Regions from separate parts of the Mus musculus genome. Here all the other regions are linked to region 3. A link is a contact called in public Hi-C and Micro-C data. All regions are on one chromosome and are shown on one strand. Each heading gives the region's core, a stretch centred on a gene start, on an enhancer-like site or on the middle of the called end of the contact. The rest is flanking DNA. Distances are from core to core; before and after follow the strand shown. Region 1 overlaps Galnt9 (polypeptide N-acetylgalactosaminyltransferase 9). Region 2 holds the start of Galnt9 (polypeptide N-acetylgalactosaminyltransferase 9). Region 3 overlaps Fbrsl1 (fibrosin-like 1).

Region 1 (2,793 bases), core at 26-2,525, 250 kb before region 3:
AACCCGTAGGGGACATTTCATTTTCAAAATATGACACAGTAATAAAAACAAGAGAAAAGCCGAGAAAATTCTAGATAATGAGGACATATTCAGTTGCTATACATAAAGTACTTTATAAAACAATGAGGTAATGGAAGCTCAAAACAGATATGACACCCCCCCACACACACATACATATATACATACACGCACATACATATACACATATACACATATACACACATACATATACGTACACAACACATGCATAGACACACATATATACCCCAAACCACACATGTATGTATATACACATACACATAGACACACACATACATACACATACACACATACATACATATACTTATATATACATACACATATACATATATACACTTATATATACATACACACATATGTACATACACACATATACACACATATATACACAAAACCACACATGTGTATGTAAGAACATACACATACATGCACACCTACACATATAGACACACACACACATAGACACATACACATATAGACACACACATATATAGACAAACTCATATTCACAAAATTACCTGTGCACACATATATACACACCAACATACACATTTTTATATATAGACACATATATACACAAAACCATACATGCACATGTTTTTTTTTTAAAGATTTATTTATTATATGTAAGTTCACTGTAGCTGTCTTCAGACACTCCGAAGAGGGAGTCAGATCTCATTACGGATGGTTGTGAGCCACCATGTGGTTGCTGGGATTTGAACTCTGGACCTTTGGAAGAACAGTCGGGTGCTCTTACCCACTGAGCCATCTCACCAGCCCGCATGCACATGTTTATACACAAACACACACACATATATTTATACCAACACAGACATGCATATTTACCACACACCAAATGCACACCACATACTGACACACATGCATACACACCACACACACTAACACACACATATATACACATACTCAGAGTGTATGGCAGAAGCTGTTGTTCTTATGGCAAAGGATGGAGGAATCTCTATTTTAAAACAGTGGAAAGGCAATTAGACCCTCACTTCTGTACAAGCATGTACCGCACACTGACCGAGATCTCAGAGTGGGAACTCTGGTGCCAACAGGAAGATATTTAAAGGGCTGATGGCTTCAAGTTATCCCTCCAGAAAACACCAGGAAAAGCCCGGTGCCCAGAATGTAAGCCAGATGCACCAGGGAGGGGCTTCCCAACCACACAGGGAGCTGATATCCCTGAGGGCAGAACAGCTCTTCAACCAGCCAGAGAAGGAGGGGCAAGCAAGCAAAGCCAGCCAGGGAGGGAAAAACATATGGTGAACACTTGCACACAGTGTTCAGACTCATTCAAAACCACAGAGCTATGTCCTCAGTGTCTGTCAGAGTTGCAGAAAATAAAAATGACAGCTGATCAGCCCCCACATGTCACAAGGCCTGAACAGTGGCTTTCCTCAGGCATTACTGCCAAAGAAAATATTCCACACACACCACACACACACACACACACTCACACACATACACACACACATATAGACCACACAAACATACACAGCACATTCCACACACACACAAATACAATACATATATACCATACACATATGCACATACCACACACACATAAATATGTATATACATACACACATACCACACAAATACATATATGCACAAAGACCACCCTGTATACCATATGCATGCACATGCATAGACATATATCTCTCACATGTATGCAGACATATCACACATGTACACATACCACACACATACACAGATACCACACTCATTCCACATATGTACATATCACACATATATTACAATCTATATATAATGCATGTACATATTTCACATGCACACATACATGCACACATGTGCACACTGAAATATTACACACATAAACATACAAATATCCTTCTGGGGCAGAAAAGGGGACTAACATTTGTATCAAAAGCTTTATAAAGTTCATCTGACTGAGTAACTCTATTTTCAGAGACATGTTACAAGGGGTTACTGAGCTGTTACAAGAGAATTCAGACCAAGCTGTCCCTTCCAGGCTGGTGATAGAAAGAAGCCATAAGTGCCTGTCTGAGGAAGAGGACGAGGAACTATGGATACATGTTTGCAACAGATGTGTTGTTCCAGTGAATCACCCCAAGGATATCTGCAGAACCACACCAAAGACACAGATATAATTAACATCACACATGACCTACCACATGCAAGTGCACACTCATATCCACAAGTGGGCTCTGAGCAGGGGCACACCTGTCGCTGACAAACTGGGCAATTCCAAATCTATGTGAGCCAGTATGCCTCCCCCGCCCAGGCCCTGCCGCATCAGGCCGGTTTCATAAAGGGAGTAAAACAGTGTTTAAGAAGGTGGGCAAGTGTCTATCAGAGCCATCGTGAACACCCACAGCGTTTAATCCTTAAAGAGGTCCAGGGTTAGTTCTCATGGGCTCCTCTACAGGCTGAGATAGCTGGTGGTGCAGAGGAGCGAGCAGAGTCCAGCTTGAATGCAAGTCTCAGGGGGCATCTTTGAAGACACCGTGCCTGAGATGCTTCTGCTCATGAGATAGCAGATACCCTTCATCCTCCTCTGCCAGGCAACGCCTGCTCCCAGCAGCTGGGGCTTGTGGATATGTTGATAATTGGCAGGCGAGGGTACTCAGCTTGTGGCTACTCTTGTCCAACACCCAGACAGCAAAGGGCCCCTCTGCCCTGACTCACACAGGCATTCTTAGTGAAGACTGCAGCTATATGGCAGCCATAGTGTGTCCAGGCTAGCCCTGC
Region 2 (2,700 bases), core at 39-2,538, 180 kb before region 3:
ACACTTGACTCCATCTCTCCACACAGCACCAGTGGTGCCTTCCGTTTCTCCCACAACAGAACTTTCTGCAGGAGCCCTGAGCATCCTTGAAAGGTGGCTCTCCAGGCCAGAGGTCACACTGTAATAGACAAGACACGCACTGTGCCATGCAGAGGAAGATGGGATCAATCACTTTTAGATGGGCAGTAATCACCCCCTCCTTCCGTATCTCCAGGGAGAGGAGTGAGTCCGGTCTAAACCCACAGCTTGGAAAGGCTCTCTGGGTCCTTGCAGGGAACCTCGGTGTCACCTTCACCCTCACAGCTTTGTAAGGTACCTCTGGTTCCTGAATGTGAACCTAGGCACGGTCTGGACCTCCCTCACTGTGGATCTAGGTATTGCCTGAGCCCCTCACTACCCTTCTGCCAACTCCTCAGAGGCTCTTCCTTGAGAAGTTAGAGTTCTCTTGGGTAGTAACTTTGGAGGCATTATGCGGGAGGCAAGGGACAGTTCCCAAGTGTTCACAGGATGAGTAGATAATGCAGTCGCTCTATTACCGCCGCCCTCTGCCAATGAAGGCCTCCAGCATTTCCTCTACAGGACCCAGGGTAGCTTCCACTCGGGACCCTGGAAGATATTGTGGGATGGGTGTGGACAGCCACTCCTGGATAGAGTAGTGTCCTAACACGGGACCCTGCCTCCCCTCCATCCCGCGGCTCACCATTCAGCTGGTTGTAGACCACCTCCTCCAGATGGTCCAGGCGCTGTAGGATGGCCTCACGGTCGGCCAGAGCACTCGCCTTGGATAGCCGATTGCGCATCCGGCGGTCGGTGCCTCGCACGACCTGCACCAGCGCCTCAGAACGGTCCTGCAGGCGGCAGTACACCGAGAAGAGAATGATGCCCACGAACACCAGGATGTTGACCGTCAGCAAAGTTTTGATCTTCCTGGCCACCGCCATGAGCGCGGCTCGGACGGGGCCGCCTCACCCGCCGGGCATCCCCGGGGCCCCGGGGCCGCAGGAGCCTGGGAGCGGCCGGCCGCGGTGGGGACCATGGGCTGGGCAAGGGCGGGAGCTGTTCTTTCAGCACCACCGCGCGGGCTCCACGAGCCAGGCCGCCGCGACCCGCCCTTCTTCAGCGCGCAGAAACCGTCCGGGGATGCGGGTACAGGGCGCCGCCCGCATAGTCAGCAGGGCCCGCCCGCCGGGAGCTTCCTGGGCCGGGAGGCAGCGCGAGGCCTTAGCTGCTGCGTCCCGCTCCTGCGCGCCCCGATCGCTCCTGCGCGCCCCGCTCCTGTGCGCTCGGCTCCTGCGCGCCCCGCTCCTGCGCGCCCCGAAACCACGGCGCCGGTGCGCAGTGACGCGGCCTGCGCTCATCAGCATGCACGCGGCGCCCGCTGCCCCGCCCGCCGCCCCAAACCGATCCCGCGCGCCACCCCTGGCCAGGATAGGCCCACGTGGAGCGAGGCCCAGGGCGCGGCACCACTCCGAGCTTCAGACCGCCCTCCGCGCCTGGGCTTATTTTAGGGGACAAAACCCAGACTTGACCCCTAGGAACACGAAGCCTTAGGGAACGCCGGTCAGGACTGTGCTGTGGGGTGCACGCTGGGGTGTGGTGAGGTGCCTTTGTGCAGTAATGAGTCAGAGCCACCTAGATTTGCCTGCCCACCGCTCCTTGTCAAACCTAACCTGATTGGTTGCCCTCTTCTGGGACCAAAGGATAAGAAAGGAGAGTAGAGTAGGCTGTAGATTGAGCGATCCTATTGTAGCATCAGGCCAAACAAATAAAGGAAACACAAATCTTGACCAGGTGTCCCAAGTCCTCAGAGTTCAGGTGCACGCTCAGCCAGAAGAAAAACAACAAACACCTGCCCCTCCATCTCTAATTTAGCCCCAAACAAACAGTTGTAGATGAGACTGCTGGGATCAGAGGAGAGATGGCAGAAGTCACACAGCCTGGGCTGTGAGCCTGAATCACACAGACTGTGAGCTTCTCCTTTATACCTGGCTACCACTGAATCTACAGTGCCTGAAATGGTTTCTGACACGTAGCTGGTACTTAGCAAATATTTGTGGAATGAATAAATGATGGAGCATTTCCGAGGAGCTTACTTTGTGGTGGGCTCTGCTCATAGAAGGACAAGGTCTGTGGGACTTTGTAGCTCTTGGTTCAGCATGAGTATTTGTGCATGCATGTATCTCGTGTGTGTGCGCACACATATATCATGTATAAGCATGCACGTTTATGCGTTCACTGTGTATGTGCCCATGTGTTTGCATATGTGTTCATGGATATGTGCTTGTGTCTGTGTTACACATGTGTTTCTGCGTTCGTAACTTTCCTTTGTATATGAATGTGCACATGTACAAAGTGTGTCTGATATGTCTCTACATGTTGTATATGTGTGTGCATATACGTGGGATGTCTTCATAATGTACAAGCACATGAGTAGTATGTGATGTGTCTGCATGTGGGTGCATATATATGCATACATGTGCTGTGTCCTTGTGATTATCCACGTGTGCTATGTGTATGTGATACATGTGTGTGTTTGTATGTTCACAGTGTGCAGTTTCTATGTATATATGTGTGTGTGTGTATGTCCATGTCATATCTGTTCACATTCGGGGGAATGGGTAGAGGCTTTGGCTCTTGGTTCAGGCATTCTTTTCCACACTGTCTTCTCCACAAGCCAATGTGTTCTGTGTAGCTTAGAGA
Region 3 (2,735 bases), core at 216-2,715:
ATCCAGCTAGGGTGGCCTCAGGCCAACACGTGTGCTACAGCCCACTGTAAGCACTGAGGACATGTGGGGTGGAAGGTCCACAGGAGACAAAAGCTGGTCTGATCCATGCAGTTCCTGCAGCAGGCACAACCCTCCTTAGGATGCTCTCTGAGGGCATTGTCCTGCCCCCCACCCCCCAAGAAGCAGAGTTGCCCACCCCCACCCTGTGACAGACCCCCCCCCCTCCCCGCTGTGAGCAGATGTGAGAGAAGAGTTTGCACAGCTGGGGACCCTACCACAAAAGGGTGAGTTCCTCTCCTGGCCCAGGGGTGGCAGTAGATCCCTGCCACCAGACCCTCAAGTGCCCCAGGGCAAGTTGCCCAGGCTAGCCTTGAACTTTATAATGGGTCTTGAACCTGTGAATCTTGTCTCAGCCTCTCACAGGCTGGATACAGGCCTGCGATTTTAGGCTGTTGCTTAAAGCAGCCATCCATCTGTGGTTAAATCAACACAAACCAGCTGCATACACTTGGTGCCTGCTTACGTCTTGAGCAGAGAATTCCATGGTTGGGGCAGTAATGCTGCCTTGCTTTCCCCCACCCGCACCCCATGTGGGAGAACTCCCTTAAGTTTGTCGGGCTGCAGCCAGCCACCCAGAGCTGTATAAAGAACCGAGCCAAAAACCAGGGAAAGATGTTAAGAGCCTCCTGTTGTCTGCTGTGTGCTCTGAGCTGGGGTACTTCTAACACCTCACCAGGCCAGGATACAGAGAAGCTCCACACAGCAGGAAGCTTGAGGTCATAGAAACTTGACAAACGGCTTTCTAGCAGCTGTAGCTGCTGTAGGTAATGGCTCTATCCTGTTGTCCCTAGGGACCTCCTAGAGAAGACGCGCCTGCTGAGCCACGGGTCGCCTGTAGCACCAGTGGGCCACCCCATCAGCAGCCTCCTACAGCGGGGCTCCGGTGAGCTGAGCCGCCCTGGGGTCCTCACCGAGCGTGAGGCTGAGACTCGGGTCAAGGAGAGCCACTCACCTAGCAAAGAGGATGGCGCCAAACTGGCTGCGCGACCTCCGTCACCCTACTGCAAGGCAGCCCTGGGCGACTGCCTACGCCTGGCAGGCCTACTGGGTCGGGAGTCCGGGAAGCAGACGCCTGATCGGCCCCAGGGCGACGTGAAGGTCAAGGAGGAACGCAGGGAAGACGAGACACCGGACCTCACGGGCGTCAGCGTGCACTCCACAGCTACACATATGGGCCTGGGCACAGCAGGCTTCGTGTGGGATCCGCCGCGCGACACCTACCGGGGCCTGGAACTACCGCGCCGCTCCTTCCCAGCCCCGCCGCCCGCTGCGGGACCTTCTCCCTTCGAGCTCTCGGAGCGCGCCTACCGGGACCGCGAGCCTCACGACTACAGCCCGGAGCGCCTGCAGGAGGTGCGCCGGGAGGAGCTGGAGCGCGCGCGCGTGCCCGATTCCGACGCCGCCGCGTTGCTGCCGGCCGTGCACTACCCACGCCTGGCTCCTGGGGCGCTGCACGGGGCGCTCCTGGCACGCACCCCGCCGGCCGCCGCGGTGCTCGGTGCGCCTCCTCCACTGGTGACTGCGGGCGGGGTCCCCACGCCGCCCGCGCATCCCAGGACGACGCTGGGGCCTGGCGAGGCACGGGAGTACTCGCCCGCGTGCAACCCTCCCGAGGTGGAGGCGCGGTAGTCCCGGCGTAGCGAGCTGGCTCACTTAAATTCTTGGGACCTGAGCACAGTTCCCCTGAGTCCCGGAGCAGCGCCACGCTGCAGCCTACATAGTCGAGGACTTTTCGCTTTTCTGGGGGTGACTTCATTTTCCGAGCTTGCGATTAGGTCACTGGGAAAAATTTAGCTTTGTATCTTTTCCCCCTTCACAAGTGACAAAAGCATTTTTAATGGTTTTGTATTTTTCTTAATTTTGTGCTCTAACGACATTTTAAAGAACAAAAAAAAAATTTTTTTTTTAAGTTGGGATTTGCAGTTTAACTTCTCAGATCCCATTTGAGCCCCAGGGTTTGTCTTATTTATGGAAAGAAATGGTCTTTCTGTCCAGCGCACTGTGAGGCTCCGAACTCAGGCCCGGCTCTGGCCTTCCCTTGGTACTTGGAACCGACGTTACAGATATATATTAAAATAGTAATTAATAATAATGTACAAAACTTTGGGTTTTCTGCCTTATTCTATTATGCATAGTTGTAAGAGGATTTCCTTGGTTTGTTTTTTTAGGAAAAAATGTAAATACTCTGTTGATATAATTATAAAACTTATTAAATTCTTAACCTGGACAGTCTATAACAAGTTTCTAGAAACCCCTCTGGTTATTTGTGTACGTGGTCACAAAAACCCACCCGGCTGTCAGTTGTGAACACACTCAACAGTTTAACTGCAACAACTATCCTTCAACTATGCAAGCCTGGGAGGCAGAGCGGGATATTCAGGGGGAGACGGTCTCTGAGCTTCCTACCAAGGTGGTTGGGCCTTCCGGAGAGCCACACTTGTGGATGTTTGCTTAGACTCACAGTGGGCTTCAGGACTGGCTGGCTCTAGTCACAAGGACCAACCTGCACCCGTGTGCTAGTCTTACTGCAGTGTTCTCAGAATTTGTGCAGGCCAGGCAGAATCTTAGACGTTCAAGAGTCTAAAGGTTGGTTACCAGAAGACACAGTTTTTTTCCTCCCAGCGCCCAGCATCTGGGCGTTGCCCTCCCTGTCACTAAGCCTCTCATCCCTCCTT

Evidence for each region. Hi-C and Micro-C count contacts between places; a contact is called where the count stands out from the background.
Region 1: a Hi-C map of embryonic limb bud shows a contact between it and region 3, with 2.3 times the contacts expected there. The contact joins two enhancer-like sites. A contact is called at or near these places in 11 of 39 promoter capture datasets (the C10 cell line, the HPC-7 cell line, cranial neural crest and 8 more), 15 of 484 Hi-C or Micro-C datasets (the Ba/F3 cell line, the C10 cell line, the C2C12 cell line and 12 more), 11 of 115 datasets of contacts at active chromatin or transcription factors (embryonic basal ganglia, embryonic forebrain, embryonic stem cells and 2 more) and 4 of 9 other capture datasets (adipose tissue, embryonic stem cells, macrophages and 1 more).
Region 2: a contact with region 3 is called in a Micro-C map of embryonic stem cells, with 2.2 times the contacts expected there. The contact joins the promoter of Galnt9 here to the enhancer-like site in region 3. A contact is called at or near these places in 8 of 39 promoter capture datasets (the HPC-7 cell line, cranial neural crest, embryonic stem cells and 3 more), 1 of 15 datasets of contacts at CTCF or cohesin (embryonic stem cells), 10 of 484 Hi-C or Micro-C datasets (cortical neurons, embryonic stem cells and stem cell-derived neural stem cells), 10 of 115 datasets of contacts at active chromatin or transcription factors (astrocytes, embryonic stem cells and stem cell-derived neural progenitor cells) and 3 of 9 other capture datasets (adipose tissue, embryonic stem cells and pancreatic islet).

What each region holds. Positions count from the first base shown.
Region 1 is chr5:110,610,148-110,612,940 of GRCm38.p6, reverse strand. All of the region lies in intron 6 of Galnt9 (polypeptide N-acetylgalactosaminyltransferase 9), which reads right to left. Among named protein-coding and RNA genes, the nearest start is that of Noc4l, 42 kb to the left of the region's middle. Within about 2 kb of position 1,275, at least 24 of the 459 cell types and tissues checked have an H3K27ac peak or open chromatin away from gene starts, as enhancers often do. A contact at or near this core is called in embryonic limb bud, where this site is marked.
Region 2 is chr5:110,542,943-110,545,642 of GRCm38.p6, reverse strand. Galnt9 (polypeptide N-acetylgalactosaminyltransferase 9) reads right to left here and starts at 1,288. Exons shown (of 11, transcript NM_198306.3): 1 at 701-1,288. The coding sequence starts at 941.
Region 3 is chr5:110,361,996-110,364,730 of GRCm38.p6, reverse strand. Fbrsl1 (fibrosin-like 1) reads left to right here. Exons shown (of 19, transcript NM_001142642.1): 19 at 852-2,735. The coding sequence ends at 1,689. Among named protein-coding and RNA genes, the nearest start is that of Lrcol1, 19 kb to the right of the region's middle. Within about 2 kb of position 1,465, at least 184 of the 459 cell types and tissues checked have an H3K27ac peak or open chromatin away from gene starts, as enhancers often do. A contact at or near this core is called in cortical neurons, embryonic limb bud, embryonic stem cells and 2 more, where this site is marked.